Regions from separate parts of the Pan troglodytes genome. Here all the other regions are linked to region 1. The links are chromatin contacts, called in public HiChIP or PLAC-seq maps. All regions are on one chromosome and are shown on one strand. The core of a region is the stretch at or near the end of the contact, and the rest is flanking DNA. Distances in the headings are between cores, read along the strand shown. Region 1 holds the start of FBXO2 (F-box protein 2). Region 2 holds the start of UBIAD1 (UbiA prenyltransferase domain containing 1). Region 3 overlaps UBIAD1 (UbiA prenyltransferase domain containing 1).

The links. HiChIP or PLAC-seq counts read pairs in DNA pulled down with a chosen protein or histone mark.
Region 2: a contact with region 1 is called in an H3K4me3 HiChIP or PLAC-seq map of stem cell-derived excitatory neurons, with 12 times the contacts expected there. The contact joins the promoter of UBIAD1 here to the promoter of FBXO2 in region 1. A contact is called at or near these places in 1 of 7 Hi-C or Micro-C datasets (stem cell-derived neural progenitor cells) and 1 of 1 datasets of contacts at active chromatin or transcription factors (stem cell-derived excitatory neurons).
Region 3: an H3K4me3 HiChIP or PLAC-seq map of stem cell-derived excitatory neurons shows a contact between it and region 1, with 11 times the contacts expected there. The contact joins the enhancer-like site here to the promoter of FBXO2 in region 1. A contact is called at or near these places in 5 of 7 Hi-C or Micro-C datasets (blood, induced pluripotent stem cells, a lymphoblastoid cell line and 1 more) and 1 of 1 datasets of contacts at active chromatin or transcription factors (stem cell-derived excitatory neurons).

The regions. Positions count from the first base shown.
Region 1 is chr1:220,338,844-220,343,329 of NHGRI_mPanTro3-v2.0_pri, reverse strand. FBXO2 (F-box protein 2) reads right to left here and starts at 2,716. Exons shown (of 6, transcript XM_514389.7): 1 at 2,586-2,716. The coding sequence starts at 2,607. It overlaps FBXO44 (F-box protein 44), which reads left to right and starts at 3,110. Exons shown (of 9, transcript XR_010148253.1): 1 at 3,110-3,222; 2 at 4,071-4,365.
Region 2 is chr1:220,719,055-220,723,540 of NHGRI_mPanTro3-v2.0_pri, reverse strand. UBIAD1 (UbiA prenyltransferase domain containing 1) reads left to right here and starts at 1,926. Exons shown (of 2, transcript XM_024356316.3): 1 at 1,926-2,788. The coding sequence starts at 2,260.
Region 3 is chr1:220,652,019-220,656,504 of NHGRI_mPanTro3-v2.0_pri, reverse strand. All of the region lies in intron 1 of UBIAD1 (UbiA prenyltransferase domain containing 1), which reads left to right. Among named protein-coding and RNA genes, the nearest start is that of UBIAD1, 67 kb to the left of the region's middle. Within about 2 kb of position 1,839, at least 6 of the 24 cell types and tissues checked have an H3K27ac peak or open chromatin away from gene starts, as enhancers often do. A contact at or near this core is called in stem cell-derived excitatory neurons and stem cell-derived neural progenitor cells, where this site is marked.

The DNA of each region.
Region 1 (4,486 bases), core at 1,467-3,966:
TCGCTTGCTCTGTCACTGCTCCATCTCAGCTCACTGCAACCTCTGCCTCCCAGGTAGCTGGAAGCTGAGAAGCGATTCTTCTGCCTCAGCCTCCCAAGTACTGGGATGACAGGCATGTGCCACCACGCCTGGCTAATTTTTGTATTTTTAGTAGAGGCGGGGTTTCACCATGTTGGCATGGCTGGTCTCAAACTCCTGACCTCAGGTGATCCACCCGCCTCGGCCTCCCAAACTGCTGGGATTAAAGGCGTCAGCCACCACGCCTGGCTGACTTTTCTTTTTAAAGATAGGGTCTCACTCTGTTGCTCAGGCTGACCTCCAACTCCTGGACTCAAGCAATCTTCCTGCCTCGGCCTCCTAAAGTTCTGGGATTAGTCATTCTCCACTACACCCAGGCCAGGATTTTGACTTTGCAGGTGCAAATGCTCAGGCTCAGGGATGAAGTGACTTGTTGAAGGACACACTGCCAGTATTTAGGGAAGGGGACATGGGACCTGGGGCCTTCAGGGGCTGGAGAACAGAGCCTGGAGACCCAGCTGTCCCCAGCTATTGTGTGACTTGGGGATGAGGAGGGACTTATTAAAAGAAACTGTATCAAGCAAGGAGATGACATAGGGGCTTGGGGAAGGAAACTTTCTCCACCTCCTTTTCCCATCCGTGGCCCTCAGTTTTCTCATCTATAAAATGGGGGTAATCATTGTGCCAGGCCATACAAGCAGGACAGATGTCCAAATCCCCTGATGAGGGGGACAAGGGCATTCTGAATTGTAAGGAGGCAGGCAGATGTCACCGCAGCAGCCAGACTGTCTCTTGCATCCCAGTCGGCTTCAGCTGGGCCATCACAGCCTTGAGTAAGTGGACACCGAGTGCCCCAGATGCCTGGACGAGGGAGAGCCAGTGAGGAGGAGATGGGGCCACTCTGGGTGATCAGGAAGACTACAGCTCTGACCTACGGATGGGGAGTTCCCGTGGGCTAGGCCCTGGAGAGCCAAGGCGGTGGTGGGAACAGGCCAGGCACTGGGGAAGGGGACAGGTGGCAGGACCCAGACCCAAGTCTCCAGGCCCACCAGCCCCTAACCTCCTCATATGCAGCCTCTCCTCCCTGCCCAACCCACAGTCAGGCCCTTGAGAGCTTTCACAGAGCCCAGAGCACACAGTGAGTCCTCAGTCAATCTTACTGAGTGAACCTCATTGAACACAGCACTTCTCCTTCCTTATTAGCATTTTTTTGGCCACATCTTTATGATGTGGGGATTTACACCGGCCCCTTTGGCAAAGAGGAAACTGAGGCCAAAAAAGGCTTAACAGCTTCTCCCAGACCACATCGCAGAACAGCAGGAAGACAGAGGAAAATGCCAGGCCCTGAAGTCACATCGCCTGCCCAGGCGGATGCCCACAGCTCTCTGGGGAGCTAGGCCCAGTGTCCTCACCTCTCCAGCCCTCCCTCCGGCCCTGGCCCCATCGGACACCTGATGCTCCCCGAAAGGTGCACCTCACCCAGTCCCCTCTTCTGGCCCCGGGGCCTGGCACTCGAGGCCCCAGATCCAATTACAGCTCCCCCCACCCTCTCTCTTACACACACAACTCCCCACATTGTTGCCGGCGGAAAGTTATCTGGCCCCTGGAAGCTGCCTGCCTGCGAGGCTGATTCACTCACCTGGAGTGGGCCCCAGAGTCCAGGGAATAGCTCAGCCCTGGGAAAAAGCAGGAGCCAGTTCTGGAGCCCTACAGAGGGTGTGGCCAGAAGGCCGTGGATTGGGAGCAAGGGCTGCAGGAGCTGGAATTTTCAGGGCTGGAGGCGGGGGAATGGGGGGTGAGGGGGGGCCTGAGCTTTCATCAGTCTGTTTGCCACCGCCTAACCCAAGCAATGCCCATCCCCAGCTGGACCTGATGAGGAAAGAGTGAGGGCTGTCTGCAGGCAGGTCTTGTTTCCATCCTGACTCAGCAGGCAACCCCTGCAGGCCCCGCAGGGAGTTGGAGGGATGGGGGTGAGGGGTCTTGGGTGCCAGAGAGGATGATTGGGCAGCCTGGGAAGGCCCTGAGCACCAGCCAAAGCTGCCCCCAACGCTCCCTCACTGCTAGTCGGGTCCCCACTGGGCATCTCACTACCCCGGGGAGGGGCAGCCCCTCCAGACAAGGGAGCTCAGGAGGAAGGCAGGAATAGGTGAGGCCAGGCCTGGGACCCCAAGGAACCCACGGGGATTCAGACGGTCCAAGGCCCAGAGCTGGAAGAGCTGATGAAAGAAAAGGCTCGCAGCCTCCCTCCCAGACGCATCCCAGGCCCCCGCCAGACAGACCCTCAGGAAGCTGGGAGGCGGGAATGTGGGGGTCCTCTGGTGCTACTTCCTGGCTAAATGGGACCCAGGAGTTCTCTCTCCTTGCCAGTCGCCTCTCAAGGCCTCCCGCCAGACCAAGATAGCAGAGAGACGTGCTCTTTGGAGACCGCCTCTAGGACTTCGCTGGCGTGAAAGTTTGCCGCGCCAGGTCTCCGGGTCCCCTCGCTCTCTGACGCCCCTCTGTGCAGCGCTCGCCCGCCGACCCCATCTCCCCTCCCCGCCGCAGCGAGCGGTCCAGGCGGCGGCTACCTGGGTCACCGTCTCCGTCCATCGCTGCGGAGGGCGGTCGCGAGAGAAGGAGGAGTCGGAGCGCTGCGGGCTGCGCGAGTCCCGGGGCGGCGAGTCCCGGCGCTGTCCGCGTCTGTGTCGGTCCCGGCGACCGCGCCTCTTAAAGGCCCCCGACCCGACCCGCCCCGCCCCGCCTCTGGCCCCGCGCCCGGCCGCCCCGCAGTCCCAGCAGTCTGCTCGAGGCCCGGGGCTGCGGGTTCCTCAGCGGACCGAGGAGGCTGGGAAAGGTCAGGAGTCGTTTTTTTTCCAGCTGGGGAGGGGTCCGATTTGGGGCATCTCGCAGCTCGCTCCTGGGGGACTGCTGGGAGGAGGCGGCTAGGGGAGGCACGGAGAGGCTGGGTCAGGCCGAGGGTGCGGGGCGGGTGGCCCAGGCGGAGTCGGGGTATAGGAGGTGCCTTCCGCCCCACCCCCCACACCAGGTAATTTTCCTACGACGCGGTGGGGGTGCGTCCCTGGCCCAGCGCTGCGCGGGGCGGGGCGCGGGGCGCGGGGGCGGGGCCTGGCGGGCCGGGGCGGGGCCTCGCTTCCCAGGCAAGCGCAGGTCCAGGCGGTGCAGCTTGGGCGGCCCAGCGGATCGTGCCGCGGCGGCAGAGCGCAGGTGACCGGCAGGAGGGGGCGCGGGGGGCGCTGGGGAGGGGGCGCGGCTGGGCGGGGGCTGCCGGGAAGGCTCCTGGGTTCCGGGTCGCGCCGCAGTTGCCGAGGGAGGCCTGGCACCGACTAGGCCCAGGCCGCCGAGCTTGCCCGGGCTGCGCTGCGCGGCTGCGAACGGGGGCTGGGGTCGCCATCGATGTACAGGGGTCCGAGCCCAGACTTTGGGGGGCATTTTAAGGCACAGCGTGGGAAGGGGAGGCTGCAGGCGCGCTGGCGGACTTGGGGCTGGCGGAGCCCAGCCGCGGGGCTGGGGGTGGGGGTGGGGAGATAGGAAGGGCCCTTCCCTGTCGCCCACCCTCTTGCCACTCCCACCTAGGCAGGAGATCATGTCCTCTGAGATCTTGAGAAGGTGGCTGGAGCCCTTTGGACCTCCGCGGGAGGCAGTGATAATTAGCCTCCTCCTCCCATCATGTTCTGAGGATGGGAGAGAGGATGGTGACGGCACCGGAGGCCTGGGGTGCTCTGCCCGGCTGCGCATTATATCCCCATTAAAGACTGGCCTACTGAAAAAGGCTGGCCCTGGAATCAAAGAAGATCCGGGCTCCTTCCCCCTCTGCCCTTATTTTTGACCTTGGGCAGTGCCTTCCACCTCTATTGTGAGAGGCCAGAGAAAAAAAATCAGAGCTCACCTTTTATTAAAGTACCTGATGTGTCCCAAGCTCCTTGGACCGCCCCAGTGACCCCTGGAGGTAAGGCATCCATTTACAGAGAAGGAAACAGGCTGGGAGAGGCACCATGCTCTCCCGAGATAAATGGCAGAGCAGGGATGAGGCCTGCAGCATAGCTTTTCAACAGCTACAGGAGGGTGTCCAGAAGCCACAAGCCATGGCTGTGGGGAACATCAACGAGCTGCCCGAGAACATCCTGCTGGAGCTGTTCACGCACGTGCCCGCCCGCCAGCTGCTGCTGAACTGCCGCCTGGTCTGCAGCCTCTGGCGGGACCTCATCGACCTCGTGACCCTCTGGAAACGCAAGTGCCTGCGAGAGGGCTTCATCACCGAGGACTGGGACCAGCCCGTGGCCGACTGGAAGATCTTCTACTTCTTACGGAGCCTGCACAGGAACCTCCTGCACAACCCGTGCGCTGAAGGTGGGGTACAGGCCGGGTCTGGCATGCCTCCAGTACACAGTCATGACACCAGGAACATGTATTGAGCACTTAGTGTGAGCCGGGTACTTTGGATGGTTTAACACCTTTACTTCTCTCACAG
Region 2 (4,486 bases), core at 677-3,176, 380 kb before region 1:
TTGGGAGGCTGAGGTAGGTGGATCACGAGGTCAGGAGATAGAGACCATCCTGGCTGACATGGTAAAACCTTGTCTCTACTAAAAATACAAAATAATTAGCCGGGCGTGGTGGCGGGCACCTGTAGTCACAGCTACTCGGGAGGCTGAGGCAGGAGAATGGCGTGAACCCTGGAGGCGGAGCTTGCAGTGAGCCGAGATTGTGTCACTGCACCCCAGCCTGGGCAACAGAGCAAGACTCCGTCTCAAAAAAACCTCCTGAGTAGCTGGGACTACAGGCACACATTATCATCCCCAGCTCCACCTCTTTAGTTTGCACTGGGTACCACAAATTATGTAGTCAGTCCTGTGTGCATGTATGTTGCATGTGTATTATAATTTCACTGATGTAAATGATGTGTAGCATACAGTTTACAAATACTAAAATATACAGTACAGGACTCTATTGTAAACTCCATATAGCCAGTTCTCACAGTATGCTTTCTTTGATGTTGTGTAGCTTCCCTATGGCCCCAACTGATCAATGAGCATAGTTCAGACATGAATGTTGGTTGATATTTTATGTTAGGAGTAAGAGGAAAGTGAAACAATCAAAAGAGATATGTCAGAACTTCACTAGTTTGTCAAGGCTACGAGCGACTTATTTGTTCAACTGGATAATAATTTGCCAATGCTGAATGAATATTTCCTCAAAGTTTTGGTGCATTCACTTACACACTTTTTTTCTCTCTTTTTTTCTTTTTTGAGACGGAGTCTCGCTCTACTGCCCAGGCTGGAGTGCAGTGGCGTGATCTTGGCTCACTGCAGCCTCTGCCTCCAGGGTTCAAGCAATTCTCCTGCCTCAGCCTCCCGAGTAGCTGTCATTATAGGAATGCACCACCACCCCCGGCTAATTTTTTTTTTTTTTTGAGATGGAGTCTCACTCTGTTGCCCAGGCTGGAGCCCAGTGGCATGATCTTGGCTCACTGCAACCTCCATCTCCCGGGTTCAAGCAATTCTCCTGCCCCAGCCTCCCGAGTAGCTGGGATTACAGGTGCCTGCCACCACGCGCGGCTAATTTTTGTATTTTTAGTAGAGACAGGGTTTCGCTATGTTGGCCAGGCTGATGTCGAACTCCTGACATCAAGTGATCTGCCCGCCTCGCCTCCCAAAGTGCTGGGATTACAGGCGTGAGCCACCGCACCCTCCAACACTTTTAAGTTTAACCAGTAATATGAACATTTTCTCCGCCACTTTCTTAAGTCTAGACGACTTAGCAGTTATTAAGCATTTGCTGATTTGCGTGGTGTAAATTCTCCCACCATGGGCAGATTTCAAGCTGCTGAAGGATGTCACTGAATGAAAAGCTGATAAGAGGTGAGCAGTAGCACATCATAGAGTATTTCCACGGTGCAGATATGATAGACGTCAGAATGTATGCACACAGCAGGCGCTCAATAAATGCTTGTAGCATGAATAAATTAATGAATCCTACTTCGTGAATGAAAGTGCGCCCGGTAAGTCCTAAAGCAACACGCCTTCGAGTTCTTATGATGCTAAGAGAGGCTGATTGCAGTTAGTCTGGAAGTAGCTGCGGGGCGCAGTGCAGGCAGGAAAAGGGCTGGATGCCGGGTCACCGCCCGGCCCCAGCTCCTGGCCCGTCCCCGCTCCCGGTCCATTCCCGCCCCGGCCCCGCCCCCTCCCGCCCCACCACCGGTCTGGCCCCGCCCCTCAGCCCCGCCCCACCCCTCACCGCCCTTCTCCCCGCCTCTGACCCCTCCCTTCCCCGCCTCTGACCCCGCCCCTCCTCTGACTCGGCCCTGCCCGCCCCGCCTCTGACCAGGCCCCCGCCCCCAAGCCCTCACCGCCCTTCTCCCCGTCTCTGGCTTGGCCCCGCCCCCTCCCGCCCTCCAGCCCACCCTCCGGTCCGGCCCGCGCCGCCGGCACCTGTTTCCGGGCGGGCCTCCAGAGGCCGGCGCACAAGATGGCGGCCCTGGCGGCCTAAAGAAGGCGACCGCGGCTCAGCCGTGGGCTCTAACGCGGGGCTGGGGGCCGGAGACAGACTTCGCCCAGGTGACGGGTAGTAGGGGCGGCGCCGCTGGGCTTCGTGGGGTGTAAGACCCACTTGCTGTTGCCCCCGGACCTTGCCGCCACACCAGCCCTGTCCTGGGGCGGAACCGAAGGAAGGTCGGGCCCGGCTGCCCCGCCCCGTCCTTCCTCTTTCCCGGGCGGTCACTTTGCGTGGCTCACTTTTAGAGTTTACTTCAACCACGTGGAGCTTCCATGGCGGCCTCTCAGGTCCTGGGGCAGAAGATTAACATCCTGTCGGGAGAGACTGTCAAAGCTGGGGACAGGGACCCTCTGGGGAACGACTGTCCCGAGCAAGATAGGCTCCCCCAGCGCTCCTGGAGGCAGAAGTGTGCCTCCTACGTGTTGGCCCTGAGGCCCTGGAGCTTCAGTGCCTCACTCACACCGGTGGCCCTGGGCAGTGCCCTTGCCTACAGATCCCACGGTGTCCTGGATCCCAGGCTCTTGGTGGGTTGTGCCGTGGCTGTCCTGGCTGTGCACGGGGCCGGTAATTTGGTCAACACTTACTATGACTTTTCCAAGGGCATTGACCACAAAAAGAGTGATGACAGGACACTTGTGGACCGAATCTTGGAGCCGCAGGATGTCGTCCGGTTCGGAGTCTTCCTCTACACGTTGGGCTGCGTCTGTGCCGCTTGCCTCTACTACCTGTCCCCTCTGAAACTGGAGCACTTGGCTCTTATCTACTTTGGAGGCCTGTCTGGCTCCTTTCTCTACACAGGAGGTAAGATTTGGCCTGTCCTGTGTGCTGCAGGTCTTAGTCGCGTCCACTGGAAACCGCTGCTTTGTAAAGGAGTTACAGGGATGTCAAAGGTGGCTTTCTAATTTAAGCCGCTTTAATTGAAGTCTATAATTGTGGGTGATGTGAATTTTTTGGAACAGTGATTTGAGAAGATCCTGGTTTGACTTATGGACGTAGGGCATGACTGAAAATTTTATATGGACATTTATTTTTATTTATTTATTTTTTATTTATTTTTGAGACGGAGTCTCGCTCTGTCGCCCAGGCTGGAGTGCAGTCGTGCGATCTCGGCCCACTGCAGCCTCTGCCTCCCGTGTTCAAGCGATTCTCCTGCCTCAGCCTCCCGAGTAGCTGGGACTACAGGTGCACGCCACCACGCCTGGCTGATTTTTGTATTTTTATTAGAGACGGGGTGTCACCATGTTGGCCAGGATGGTCTCGATTTCCTGACCTCGTGATCCACCCGCCTCAGCCTCCCAAAGTGCTAAGATTACAGGCGTGAGCCACCGCGCCCCGTCAGGACATTTTTTAATTTTTTTAATTTTTTTTGAGACAGAGTCTCGCTCTGTTGCCCAGGCAAGGGTGCAGTGGCACCATCTCCGCTCACTGCAACCTCTGTCTCCCGGCTTCAAGCGATTCTTCTGCCTCAGCTCCCCGAGTAGCTGGGACTACAGGCATGTGCCACCACGCCTGGCTAATTTTTGTATTTTTAGTAGAGACAAGGTTTCACCATGTTGGCCAGGCTGGTCTCGAACTCCTGACCTCATGACCTGCCTGCCTTGCCCTCCCAAAGTGCTGGGATTACAGGCGTGAGCCACCATGCCCGGCCTATATGGACATTTTTTCTGTCTCTTTTTTTTTTTTTTAATCACTCATACTTTATAATGCCACAGTTTCAAATATTAGAATTAAATCTGAAGAGTTCAAAATGATATACATAATTACTTCTGTCTAGTTTGCTAGGTGACTTCTTGCAAGAGGCTGATTAAGGTAGTGATGGGCAGGTGGGTAAGCCCTATTTATTGAGCACCTATTATGTGCCAGGCACTGTTCTGTGTGAACACAGCAGTCACAGATCCCTGCCCTTGTGAAACTTATGTATTATCATGAAAAGAGACAGAAAGTAAAAATAGAAAATTATAGTTAGGGTGACCAATATCCTGGTTTGCTCAGGACTAAGGTGACAGGACTAAGTCGGATGTGCGACTTCTGGAGCTAAAACCAGAAAAGTTCCTGGTAAGTCAGGTTGAATTGATCACCCTGATTATAGTATATGAAAGATGATAAGTGCTATGGGAAAAAAAAGTAGAGCAAAGAATGGGACACAGATTACTATTTTAAGTAGTTTGATCAGGGTAGGCTTCATCAAAAAGGTAACATTTGGCTGAGTGCAGTGGCTCATGTCTGTAATCCCAGCCCTTTGGGAGGCTGAAGCGAGAGGATCGCTTGAGGCCAGGAGTTAAACACCAGCCTGGGCAACATAGACCCCTGTCTGTATAAAATATTAAATAAAAAATATTAGCTGGGCATGGTGGTGCTTGCCTGTGGTCCCAGCTACTTTGGAGGCTGAGGTGGGAGAATTGCTTGAGCCCAGGGGTCAAGGCTGCAGTGAGTCCTGATCACACCACTGCACTCCAGCCTGGGCGACAGAGTGAGACCATGCCTCAGAAAGGTAGTATT
Region 3 (4,486 bases), core at 590-3,089, 310 kb before region 1:
TCCTTCTCCCCCCCTTCTCCTCCTTCTCCCCCCCTTCTCCTCCTTCTCCCTTCCTCCTCCTCCCTCTCCCCCTCTTTCACCTCCCCCTTCTCCTCTTCCTCCTCCTCGTCCTCCCTTCCACGGTCACCAGGGAGAGGCTGGTGTCCCCATAGCGAGGGCTGGATTTAAGTCGAGACAAATTATCCTTCTCCCTTACGCAGTGCACATGCCCAGAGCCCCTTTCTAGCCTCAGGGCTCCTGGTGCCCTGTGGGGCAGGGGAATGTCTCCCGGCAGTGTGGTTTGGGGTTGGGAGTTGGAGGGACTGTGGTTCCTGGATGACTGTGGAGAGATGTGAATTTGGGAGTCTGGTTGTGAGGCCATCTGAGGCTGCCCAGTGTGTGGCTGTCGTGCTTTGTGTCCCTGTGTGTATGTCCTTGTGTGTATGTGTGTCCCCTTGTGTGTCCCCGTGTATGTGTGTGTCCCCGTATGTCTGTGTGTGTATGTGTGTGTGTCCCCGTGTGGGTATGCGTGTGTGTATGTGTGTGTCTCTGTGTGTGTGTGTATGCACACAAAAGCAGCTGAGCATTCCTCAGGCCTGGCCTGGAATTTCAGATCCACTCTGGATGAAAGGAGCTGCTGGCTGCCTCTTCTGTTCCCCTAACTATGGGCACTGCCTTTTCCTTATGCCAAGCTGCCCGCAGCTGAGAGCAATGCAGGGTCTCCCTCTCTGCACAGCAAATTCTGGCTGGGGACTCCACTCTCCTGCTCCACAGGCCACCTGGACGCACTGCCCAGGGCCAAGGGAGGGACACCTGCAGCGGATGGACATCAAAAACTAAGGTCAATGGCCGGGTGCAGTGGCTCATGCCTGTAATCCCAGCACTTAGGGAGGCTGAGGCAGGAGGATCACCTGAGGTCAGGAGTTCAAGACCAGCCTGGCCAACACGGTGAAACCCGTCTCTACTAAAAATGCAAAAATTAGCCAGGTGTGGTGGTGGACACCTGTAATCCCAGCTACTCAGGAGGCTGAGGCAGGAGAATCACTTGAACCTGAGAGGTGGAGGTTGCAGTGAGCCGAGACTGAGCCACTACACTCCAGCCTGGGTGAGAGGGAGAGACTCTGTCTCAAAAATAAAAAAAAAAGAAACTAAGGTCAATTGCCAATGAACAATGAGACAGCGTGGGGGTGAGACAGGAGGACACACCAGGAGGGGCGCAGGAAATGCCAGAGGCAGGAGACAGATGGGACCAAGGGCCAGAGAGCCTGCTCCAGTGGCTCCTCGGAGTGAGATGGGTCAGAGAGGGAGGCAGGAGACCAGAAAATACCAAGAAAGAAAAATCTAAGGCAAGGGAGACCAAGAAACAAAGAAGAAGGAGTCAGACGTGCAGCTGCAGGGACAAAGACACATAAACTGGGGGTGAGAGAGACAGAGCGAGAGTCGCCTCCAGCTGGGGCTGGGTGGGGAACTTGGTTCCCACCAGGGTTGTGGACTTGGGAGCTTGCTTGCGGGGAGGAGGGCTAATTGGCGATTTCATCCAGGTCCTCCAGAACGTCTGCAGAAAAACAAACCCGCTAAACATCTCTCACCGTCTGTCATCTTCATTTTGCTTTTGTCTTCAGAATAAAGAGAATCTGAAACTCCCTAGGAGAAGCGGCGCCAGCAGCTCTCAGGCTGTCTCCCGTTCTGCTCCTTCTTCATGCTTTTCCGGTTGGAGTCTTTGTTCCGCAGCTTCTTGCCCTGGTTTAGGCTGGCGGCTGTTCTGACCCGGCGTGCTGGGGTCTCCACCCCCATCTCTGTCACACTGTGGTCTGGAGTGTCTGGGTCTCTTGCTCCCCTCCCCCTCCCCCCAGGCTCAGCCTGAGCCACCCCACCCGCCTTGGCCCACGGGACCGCTGCTGATCCTTGCTACTCCCAGCTGTCTCCGTGGCTCAGCCTGCAGATTGACAGGGCCCATAAATCACCGTGGCAAGGCAGGGCCCTGGCAAAAGAACACGGGGCCGGGTGCTGACAGGGCTGGCCTTGGGAGCTGGGGCTCTTGGGTTTCTGGTGAATCGCTGGGGCGTGGAGCCTGTGGCTTCTCTCCCAGCTAAATGGAGCATTTTGGTTGCAGTGCCTGTGTCTCCTGCCGATTTTCTCCAGCTCCCTGGAAGGTGGGACAAGAAGAAATAGGTTGAATGTGAAGCAAGTGGGATTCGGGTTAGACTGAAAAGAAGAATTTGCAGTGATGAGGCTTAACTTTGGAAAGAGGAAACACTGGGATGGGAAATGGTGAAACCCCTTGGCAAGGAGTTGGTAAAATCTGGATGGATTCTGTCTGATGATTTATAGTGCTGCCTGGAGACAGGGGAATGAAACATATGATCCACTCGACACAGAAGCCTTTGCTTTGTTTGAGGGGAGCCCGGGGGCCAGGAGAGCAAAGAAGTTACCAGTGGGGGCTTGGGGAACATGCAGCTCCCCTCCTGACCTGCTGTGTGATCCTGAGCAAGTGACTCAACCTGGCTGGTCTCTATCTGTAAAATGGGGATAATCCCACTTTGTAGAGTTACCATGAAGCTTAAAGGGCAGTGTATGCAAAGGGCTCTGCACAGTGCTTGGCACAGAGAACTTTTAATAAAGCACAGTTATAGGCCAGGCATGGTGGCTCATGCCTGTAATCCCAGCACTTTGGGAGGCAGAGTTGGGTGGATCATCTGAGGTCAGGAGTTCAAGACCAGCCTGGCCAACATGGAGAAACCCCGTCTCTACTAAAAATACATTAGCTGGGTATGTTGGCACATGCCTGTAATCCTAGCTACTCGGGAGGCTGAGGCAGGAGAATCTCTTGAATCCGGGAGGTGGAGGTTGCAGTGAGCCATCATCACATCATTGCTCTCCAGCCTAGGCGAGAGTAAGACTCTGTCTCAAAAAAAAAAAAAAAAAAAAAAAAAAAAGAAAAAGCAGTTATTATTATTGGGCAAGATACTCAGCCTTTCTAAGCCTCAGTATCTTAATTCATAAAATCCTAACCCTCACTTAATCATTCAACACACACCTGGAGAGCACCAATCATGTGCCAGACCCCATCCCAGGCTCTGGGGATGTAGCAGTTCACATAACAGACAAAATTCCTATCCTTACAGAACTAACATTCTAATTAGAGGGAAGGGAGAGAGACAAACAAGAAACAAATAGATGTGCTATGAGAAAATAAAGCCGAATAAGGGGCATAAAGAGTGATAGCTGGTGCAGTGGCTCACGCCAGTGCTTTGGGAGTCCAAGGCAGGAGGATCGCTTGAGGCCATGAGTTTAAGACCAGCCTGGGTAACATAGTGAGATCCTGTCTCTACAAAAAATTAAAAACTTAGCTGGGCATGGTGGTGTGTGGCTGTAGTCCCAGCTACTTGGGAGGCTGAGACAGGGGGATTGCGTGAGCCCAGCAACTCAAGGTTGCAGTGAGCCGTGATTGCACCATTGCACCCCAGCCTGGGCAACTTAGAGTGAGACTCCATCTCTTTTTTAAAAAAAGTGAGAGATAGAAGAGGCTATTTAATATAAGGTGTCCAGACAGGCTGCTCTGATAATATTTCAGCAGAAACTTTCAGGAAGTGAAGGAGTGAGCTGATAGGGGATATAAGGGTGGAGCATGCAGGCAGTGGGAACAGTGATTGCAAAGGCCCTGAGGCAGGTGAGTGTGGTTGGATTGGAGCCCAGGTGGGGAGAGTGGGAGGAGAAGCCATTGAAGAGGAAACACATAGTTCGTTGTAAAGGCTTATCTATTGGCCCACGCGGCACTCTTGCAGAATTTTGCTAGTGGAGTTCACCTGCCCTGGGAGGCCCTTTGTTTCCAGCATCCTGGGTGAACTGGATCTCCTGCCACTCCTACCTGTTCAGGACCTAGAGAACAGCAAGCCCGAGGCTCCATCTCCTGTTTACCGCTGGCTGTTCTGCTCTGCTTCTGATCCATGGCATGCAGCCATGACTTTATAGCTTACAAAATCCTTTATTGCCATAAGTGGAAAGGAGTTTCATGCATGCAAACTTGTCCCAACCTGGCAGCTTCATCTTCATTTTGTAAATGTTGCAATGAAACTCCAGGAGGTTCTGTGCTTGCTGGAGGCGTATGGGCCATATGGTGTGGAGGAAGGGCTGTAGTTGACCACTGCTTTATAAGCAGCTTTGTAAATGTATATATTTCAAGATGACACACACATACACACACACCGCAGTCCCAGAGTGACACAATCATAGGGCCATTGCCAGAGCAATCATGAGTACCGAAAAAGTGAACACATGGCCTCTGCACACCAGGTCCCAGGCCGCAGCTGTGGCAGACATCCCTAATCAATCACAGGACTCCTTCGTGCTGAGCTCAGATGCAACCTCAGAATCCTGGAAAGCCCATATGGGGTTGATTTATAAAAGGAAGCATTGGCCATTTTTGCTGCAGGGGCAAGCTGTCCTGGGGGGCCTTTCCTGGGGGATAGGGAACAGCATTGGCCTAATCTCGGGTCTTGGAACCCTG